Regions from separate parts of the Anas platyrhynchos genome. Here all the other regions are linked to region 1. The links are chromatin contacts, called in public Hi-C maps. All regions are on one chromosome and are shown on one strand. Each heading gives the region's core, a stretch centred on a gene start, on an enhancer-like site or on the middle of the called end of the contact. The rest is flanking DNA. Distances are from core to core; before and after follow the strand shown. Region 1 holds the start of EIF4G3 (eukaryotic translation initiation factor 4 gamma 3). Region 2 holds the start of DDOST (dolichyl-diphosphooligosaccharide--protein glycosyltransferase non-catalytic subunit). Region 3 holds the start of HP1BP3 (heterochromatin protein 1 binding protein 3).

The links. A called contact is a pair of places that touch in the nucleus more often than the background predicts.
Region 2: a Hi-C map of skeletal muscle shows a contact between it and region 1, with 1.8 times the contacts expected there. The contact joins the promoter of DDOST here to the promoter of EIF4G3 in region 1. A contact is called at or near these places in 2 of 8 Hi-C or Micro-C datasets (both in skeletal muscle).
Region 3: a Hi-C map of skeletal muscle shows a contact between it and region 1, with 2.2 times the contacts expected there. The contact joins the promoter of HP1BP3 here to the promoter of EIF4G3 in region 1. A contact is called at or near these places in 4 of 8 Hi-C or Micro-C datasets (liver, skeletal muscle and subcutaneous adipose tissue).

The regions. Positions count from the first base shown.
Region 1 is chr22:7,787,729-7,790,289 of IASCAAS_PekinDuck_T2T, forward strand. EIF4G3 (eukaryotic translation initiation factor 4 gamma 3) reads right to left here and starts at 1,270. Exons shown (of 37, transcript XM_072026772.1): 1 at 985-1,270. The coding sequence starts at 1,181.
Region 2 is chr22:7,574,879-7,577,439 of IASCAAS_PekinDuck_T2T, forward strand. It overlaps DDOST (dolichyl-diphosphooligosaccharide--protein glycosyltransferase non-catalytic subunit), which reads right to left and starts at 1,287. Exons shown (of 11, transcript XM_027443143.3): 1 at 1,115-1,287; 2 at 890-1,000; 3 at 712-798; 4 at 32-135. The coding sequence starts at 1,250. It overlaps KIF17 (kinesin family member 17), which reads right to left. Exons shown (of 26, transcript XM_038166593.2): 26 at 1,600-1,862. The coding sequence ends at 1,696.
Region 3 is chr22:7,624,919-7,627,479 of IASCAAS_PekinDuck_T2T, forward strand. It overlaps HP1BP3 (heterochromatin protein 1 binding protein 3), which reads right to left and starts at 1,282. Exons shown (of 13, transcript XM_027443137.3): 1 at 1,207-1,282.

The sequences.
Region 1 (2,561 bases), core at 20-2,519:
GCTGAAACGGATCTTAAGCAAAAAAAATAAATAAACCCTCTGCTTCCATGTTAAAATATAAGTCGTTACCACCAACAAACAGCGACGCGCACTCCTGACTGTCCCCTGCACAGCATGCGACACCAATCCAGGACAACACCGGATTTCACCAAGCATGTCTTTTCGCTCCACACCCCCCCACCCCCCAAAAAAAAACTTCAGGGGGAGGAACGCCAATTCGCCAGGGGATGCTGTCCAACACTGGAAACAAAACCCAGGCAGGCACGCTCGCTCGCCACCCCACTTTCCTGCTGATCCCTGCAGTATTTACCTCCTGACTCGGGGCCTAGTCGCAGAGAACCGGAGACCTTTAAAAACATTCCCCGAGCGCCGGCCTCTCTTTGTAGCAGGGCCGTTCTGGCGGAGGGGTTTTGGGTGGAAAGCTTCTCCTGCCCATCACACACGGCCTCGCGGGGCAAGCTGCTCAGCGCCACATTCCACCTTAGATTTATTTCCACGAGCAAAGTAAAACCCCAGGAAAATCGGCCCCGGCTGGAGAGCCGGCCTTGAAACTCGCCTTTAAAAAACAACAACAAAAACCCAGCACTTACCTGGGCAGGACCCGAGGCGAAAGTGACAAAGTGACAAGCGATTTCACATTAAAAGTTCACCGGGGGGGGGGGGGGGGGGAAGGGGGAGATTGGGCCTGGGGCCCCCACGCAGGAAGCACCCCACGGGGGGGGGGGACAGGGACAGGGCAGCACAGGGGGGTACAGCGGGGGACAGAAGGGGGGGCCAGGGGCCCCTTCCCCGCGCTGCCCCAGCAGGTGCAGCCCCCTCCACGCCTGGGGGGTGCCGCGGGCCCGCCCCCTCCCCACACACACACAAAAAGGGGCCCCAAAGGGCTGCGCCCCGACCCCCTCCCCCTCCTCCCCAACCCCTCCCCACCCCCCTCCCGTCCCCCCCACCGGCCGGGGGGGCCCTCGCCCCCCGGGGAAAGGATACTGCTGGGGCGGCTGTGGCGGCAAGGCCCTGATGGTGGGGTGAGGCGCGGGCGCCGGCGCCGCCGGGTGAGGGGGAGCCGGGGGGGGAGGCGGCCCCGCTGCCGCCGCCGCCGCCGCCCCGCTGCCGGGGCCGGTCCCCGCCGCCGCCGCCGCCGCCGCCGCGCCGGGTTTCAAAGCCGCCTTCTGCGGTAAACTCATCGCCAAGCGGAGCCACCACCCCCCGGCGGGGAGCGGGGCCGGGAGCCGGGCCGCGGGCGCGGGGGGGGGGAGCGGGCCGGGGGCCGGGGCGGCGGCCGGGGCAGCGCGGCGGGCCGGCACCGGCGCCGGTCTCCGTGACAACGCGCCTCACGGAGGGCTCGCGGCGGGGAGGGCACGGCGGAGCGGGGGGGGAGCGGCTCAGGCCGCGCTGCTCATGAGCCGCCGGCGGCGGGGGGTCTCGGCGCCCCTCCCCGGGGGCAGCGGCGCCCTTCGCGGCGGCGGCTGTCGGGCGATGCCGGCGGATTTTCCTCACAGGAGCAGCGGAGCATCAAACATGGCGCCGCGGCCGCCTCCAGCAGTCCGGCAGGACGGACGCTCGGGCGCCTTCGGGCCGCTCCGGAGCCGCTCGGCCCGGCGGCGCTCGGCAAGCTTCGGCTGTTTCCGGAGGCGCTCGCTGGCGACGCGCGCTCGGGAAACCTCGGCTCCTTCCGGAGGCCTTCGCGGGGCGCACGCGCCCTCCGGCCCGGCCCGCCACTCGCCCCGCCCCGCGCGGCCCGGCGCCTCCCGTGACCCCCGCGCTCGGGAAACTTCGGCTCCCTCCGGAGGCCGAGGACGTGCGGGAGTTCGGGAAGCTTCGGGCGGGCTCGGAGGAGGGGTCCCCGCCCAGGAGGGAGCCGCTCGGAGCCCTTCGGAGCCGCTCGGGGCTCTTCGGAGCCGCTCGGGGCGAGCCGAGGCCGCAGCTTCGGGCGCTTTCGGCTCGGCGGCCGAGCGGCTCCGGAGAGCTTCGGCAGCGCTCGGCGGCGGGGCCGCGGCTGTGAGGGGGAAACGGTCCCAGAGGCGCTGCCTGTGCTGGGCGGGTGCTGCCTTCTGCCAGCAGGGACACCTCGGGTTAGGAGGGGGCTTCCCACCCCTCAGGGCATGTGCCGTGGCCGACCCTTTAGGCCAGGGTAAAAATTTAACCCCATAAGATCTTTAGGAAGAGTTTTCCGTGGTGTGTTTGCATCCCATCTGCTGTGTCCTTGTGTCGCTGCGAGCTGAGGAGGAAGATCGTACTTTAAAGCAATCACAAATAAACTCTTAGAAGTGAAAAGCTTCTTTGATTAAAGTAAACAGCTCTCTTGGTGGGATGTTCAGGCACTTAGCGAGGAACTGGTGCTGTGACTGAAAGCCAGCTGTGCGATGAGAAAGAGCGGGGGGGGGGGGGGGGCCTGGTCACTGCAGACAAGGTACCCAGTAAGCCACACACATCACACACATCTATCCACATTGCAACTGCCCAACATGTAAGCAGAATACGCAGAAATGTCTTATTTATTAATCTGAACCTTAAGGGAGAGAGGCTGGGCTCCGTTACTCTCACAAGCACCAGCATCGTATTGA
Region 2 (2,561 bases), core at 37-2,536, 210 kb before region 1:
CAAAGCCCAGAACAAGCAAATACACATTTACCTGGCCTGGGTCTGATATATCGTAGTTGTGATGGTCGATAACAGCTGTCCTTTCCTCATCAAATTCTATCCCGCATTCACTGCCCAGCTCTCGCAGTGGATCACCTAAAAGGAGAAAATGGATTCTCTGTTATGCACCATACTCTGAAGGTCACAGTGACAGTCTCAACGCTCAAAATAACAAGTAAATTCAGCTCAAAGTGACACGTTTGGCACTCTACTGGCCAAACCCTGAGCATCACAACCTTTTTCTGCTAAATTCCCATTTAGAATAGGAACAAAGAACATATTTTTTTTATCCCAAGAACTATCACCATTTCTTCAGAGTACAGACCCTGCTGTTCACCACAAGAAGCTACATGCGTGAAGTACTGTTTAGTTAAATCCCCCTTCCACAAAGAGTGTAGAAAGTCGTTTCCTTCCCAAGCATGTGTTTCTGCGGTGCATCTGCCAAATGCAGAGCTGAAGGACGCTGCCCTACAAGCCTATCAGGTAACACATTTTGTTTCTCATCCTGTTTATTTTTCTGCAGGAGCTCTGGGTAAGGATGAACGAACTGTTTGATGGTTGCAAAGCCCGCGCAGGGCAGGAACTCGGTACAAGCAGCAGCCAAAACCCGCTGGCTTGCTGCTGACCCCCCCTCGGCTTGCTGCTCACCCCCTGACCAGGGCTGGCACTTACCGATGTCCGAGCTGGCAGCCACCAGGACGCTGCCTCCGCCGTCGATGAAGGCGGTGATGGTCTCCACGTTGATGTTCCCCCCGAAATCTGCAGGGGCACACACACCGCAGCTCCGTCACTCCCCGCCTGGCGCCTCAGCCGGCCCCGGGCGCCCCCCGAGCGCTGCCCCCGCGCTCACCTTCGATGGACGGCGCGAAGACGATGAGGTTGTCGTAGAGGAACTCCCCGTACTTGATGAGGGACAGCCCGGCGTCGTCCGCGGTGCGGAAGGTGAGCTCGAAGCCCCTGTCTGCGGCCGCCACACGCAGCGCTCAGCCCCGGCCCGGCCGCCTGAGGGCCCTCAGCGCCGCCACCGCCTTCCCGGCCCCTCCCCGCCGCCCCCCAGCCCCTTCGCCGCCCCTACCCGCCAGACTGCGGAAGAAGAGCGAGTGCGTGTCCCGCAGGCTGCCGTTCTCCAGCAGCACCAGGGTGCGGGGCCCGGCCCCGGCCGCCGCCGCCGCCGCCAGCAGCCACCACAGGCGCGCCGCGGCCGCCGCCATCTTCTCACCGGCGCCAGGCTCCTCAGGAAAAGGCGGGCCGAGGGCAGGCGGCCAATCGGCTCCGAGCCCGCCTCCGCCGCTGTCCAATCAGCGGCAGACAGCTCCGCGCCGCCGGCCAATCAAGGCGGGGCTCCGGCCCGGCCCGAAGCAGGGACGCGGGGTAAGCTGGGGGGGGGGCGGTGAGGGGCTGGGGACGCGGGTTCGAGACCCGGCCCCGCCGCTGCGCCCCCCCCCCGCCACACACACCCCGGGGGCAGGGATCTGAGCAGGAGAGGGGCCAAGAGGCAGGAGGAGAGCAGCAGGGAGACAGGCACAGGGCTGCCCGCACCGCACACACACACTCAGCAGCCCCAAGCCAACGCTGTCCGTGTTGGGGTGGAATTACAGCGCCAGGCCCCGCGCAGCTCCCCCAGCCCCGCAGTCCCCCCACATCCCAACCCCGCAGTCAGGAGGTGTCGCTGGCCATGCCGCCTTTGCCCCTTTTCCGCGTGGTTTTGGAGGCCGGTGGTGTGACGTCGAGGGATTCGAGGCGGAACGGACGGGGCTGGGGCAGCAGCGTGGCAGAGGTGCTGGTCACAGCGGCGTTCAGCCCCGAGGGAGCGGTGGGCTGAGCTGGAGAGGAGAGAAACATGGGCAAAAAAGGGCAGTAACACAATTCAAGGCTGGTTAAGGAAAAGTGAGACCTGGTGGGTGATAGTAGTGGTTGGGGGACAGTTGGACCACAGGAGCTTGGAGGTCTTTTCCAACCGCAACAATTCTCTGAACCTATTTATTCCCAGCAATGTTCTCCACGTCCTCATCAATGTGCCCCAGGCAGATTTCCCAAGGGCAGAGGGAGCCAAGCAAGTGCTCTCTGCTCTCGGAAGCTGCCATCACACACACGATCCTGGAGTGGACTTAGTTCTGCCACAGAGATCATCTGGGACCAGTATGGGGCCAACACATCCCTCCCCCAGCCCCGTTCTTCTCCACGTGCTACTTTTTGTCCTGTGTAGCCCCTGTCCAGGGGTAAAACGCTTTACATCTCCTGCTGGCTGACAACACCTATTTTGTGAGTAGGTGCAGCAACACTCTGGGGTTCTACAGCTATTTTTAAATTATCAATGAAATTAACATTTTTAATTAAAAACAGGAACAGACCTCATCCTGCAAGAAATTTCCTGTTAAGTTCAAGGGATCTGTATGTATCACCAACCAAGTTTTTGAATGTTCCTATTTAATTATCCCTACACCAATTTTCACCATGTCCATCACACTTGTGACTTAAGATTACGTCCATAGCAATCTGTAGGAGAATGCTGCAGGCTTGGG
Region 3 (2,561 bases), core at 32-2,531, 160 kb before region 1:
CACTGTAAATGTGACACCACCACATAAGCTCTCTTTCGAAACTATTACTTATTAAGCCATCACTTACTGGTCCATAGTACAAACACCATACATAACAAAAGCTGTGAATTGCTGGCACTCCACACAAAACCACTCGCACCTGCTGTTGGAGTTCATTAATGTAAAACTTTATTTCTCCTCTCTCAAGAAAGTTAAAACCCTCACAACAACCTCGGCCACTTGTAACAAAACGCTCACAGAAGGGACACATCAGTTTCCGCTGAAAGGAAAAACACCTGAGAAAGAGAGACTCTGGAGACAAAAATAATTCAAGCAGCTGCTACCCGAGAGAAGCACACGAAACACTGAAAAGTTAGTTTATTTGCAGGCACACTCGGTTAAAGGGGAGACAGGGCGCAGAAGCCAGTAGGTTTTCTCACAGCACATACACTAAGCTCACCCCCAGTACAAATGATGGGTATTTTCTCCCCCTGCCCACCCCTGACTTCCAAGCCCCCCCACTACCCCCCAGCCTCTTTAAATCCCTCCCGAGGCAGGCGAGTGCTCTCCTGCCCGGCTGGGCCCTCACACAGCCCGCACTCACCTGCACCCCTCTGCCCCCCACCCCCCACAGCCCCCACACAGTTTAACAGCACAGCCACTTCAGACCTCCGCAGTACAATCGCTGCTTGCCAAAGGCTGTTGGCCAAATATTTTTTTTTTAAAAAACGCTAAAAGTACTATTTATGGTAAAAATAAACAAAACAAAAACAAAAACCAAACCGCACGCCTGCAGCAGCAGCGAGCCGTCCCTCAGCAGGCCCCATAACCCGCTAAGGGCCCTGCCGAGGCTCTGCCCCCGCAGCCCCCCCAGGTGAGGTGCCGAGGATCACCCACAAGCGGCGCCCCCAGCCCCGGCCGGCCTCACGCTGGGCCCGGCCCCCGAGCAGCGCGGAGGGCCCGGGGCTGGGCCCCCCCCGGCCGAGCGGCGCCCCCCGGGGGGCTCCCAAACCCCCGCCCGGGGCCGGGGCGCGGCGCTGCGGGCGGGCGGCGCCCTGAGGGAGCCCCCCCCAGGGCCGGGCCCGTGTGTGTGGGGGGGGGGCGAGGGCCCGTGCCCGGCCCCAGCGGCCCTCCCCCGCCGCGGGACCTATCGCGACAGCTCCCGACAGGCGCCCCGCGAGGCCGGGGGGGGCCGCCCCGGGCCCGGCCGCCGCCCTCCGCACTCACCAGCAGGCCCGGCGGACACAAAGCGGCCTCTAATGGCGGCGGGGAGCCGGGACGGGCGGGGGGGGGAGGAGGGGGGGGGGGGGGGCCGGGGCAAGGGGGCGGGGCCTTCGCCCGCGGGGGGGCGGGCCCCGGCGGCGCCGCCGGCCAATGGGAGGCCGCGGGCATTTTTCGAACGCGGGGCGGGCCCCTCCCGCCTCTGCGCGTGCGCGAGGCCCCGAGGCCCCGCCCCCTCCTCCCTGAGGCCACGCCCACGCCGCGGACAAAACAAGGGGCGGGGCCCGCGCCAGGCCGCGCCCCGCCCCCTTCGCCTCAGCCCTGAGGCGGTTCCCGCCACAGCCCCCTGAGGGCGCTGAGGGGCGGCCCCGGCCCCAACCCCAACCCCAACCCCAACCCCAACCCCAACCCCAACCCCAACCCCGGGTCCCCCCTGTGCCCGCCCGGGCCTCGCCCCCGCCGCTTTTGTTTCTTCCTTGTGTTTCTTGCCTATTTCCTAGCCCACCCCCCCAAGTTTGAGGCGTAATTCCTCAATTTGCTGCCTATTCCCGTTCTCTGGGCTGCCCGCAGGCTGTGCCCAGCTCTCCACACACAGATCCCTCAGATCAGACAAACGCCTTCAGCCCCGCGGTGCCACAGCCCGTGTTGTGTTGTGTTCTGTTCCCAAACGCCACAAAGCTTTTCAGCTGTAGGCTCTTGCCCAGGCAGCTTCTCAGCTGCTTTCTGCAGGTTACCCCATGTGCTGCAGCCTCCTCCTGGCTGGGGGCGCTTCCATGGCGTGGGGAAGGCACTGAGGCGGTTATTGGGGCACCGTGGCACCCTTCAGCCCTCCTACAGATCTCCTACAGATAGGAAACCTCATTCAGGAGGCACTTCTGCTGTTCTCAGAATGGCAGAGGTGTCTTGTTTTCGCACTGCAGTGAATAGTGCTGTGGCTATTTCTGCTCTAAGCATTTTCCAATTATTATTATTATTATTTTTCTCCCTAAATTGGCTGCTGTAACAGCGTACTACTGCGAGCATCTCCTTCCAAAGCCAAGCTGCAGTGACCAAGGCCTGGCTCTGCCGAGCATCTCCTCTACCCCCGACTCTCTCGGTGATGCTTTGCTTTCTCCTTTGTTTCCTGCACTGAGCAGCCCTGGAAGCGCCTTAGCCAGATGGCTCCACTTTGCTAAACATTCCTTCGTTCCTTGTGAGTGCGAAATAAGGACTGTGCAGCTGCAGAAAAATGTGTTCTTTGGCCTTTCCCCCCTAGCGGTGCCTCTCTGGCGGGAGGGAGGGGATTGGAAGGTGGAGGAGAGGAGAGCAGGAGGGAGCATGCTCCTTTACTGCAGGCTTTTAAGACACGATGAAGGAAAAGA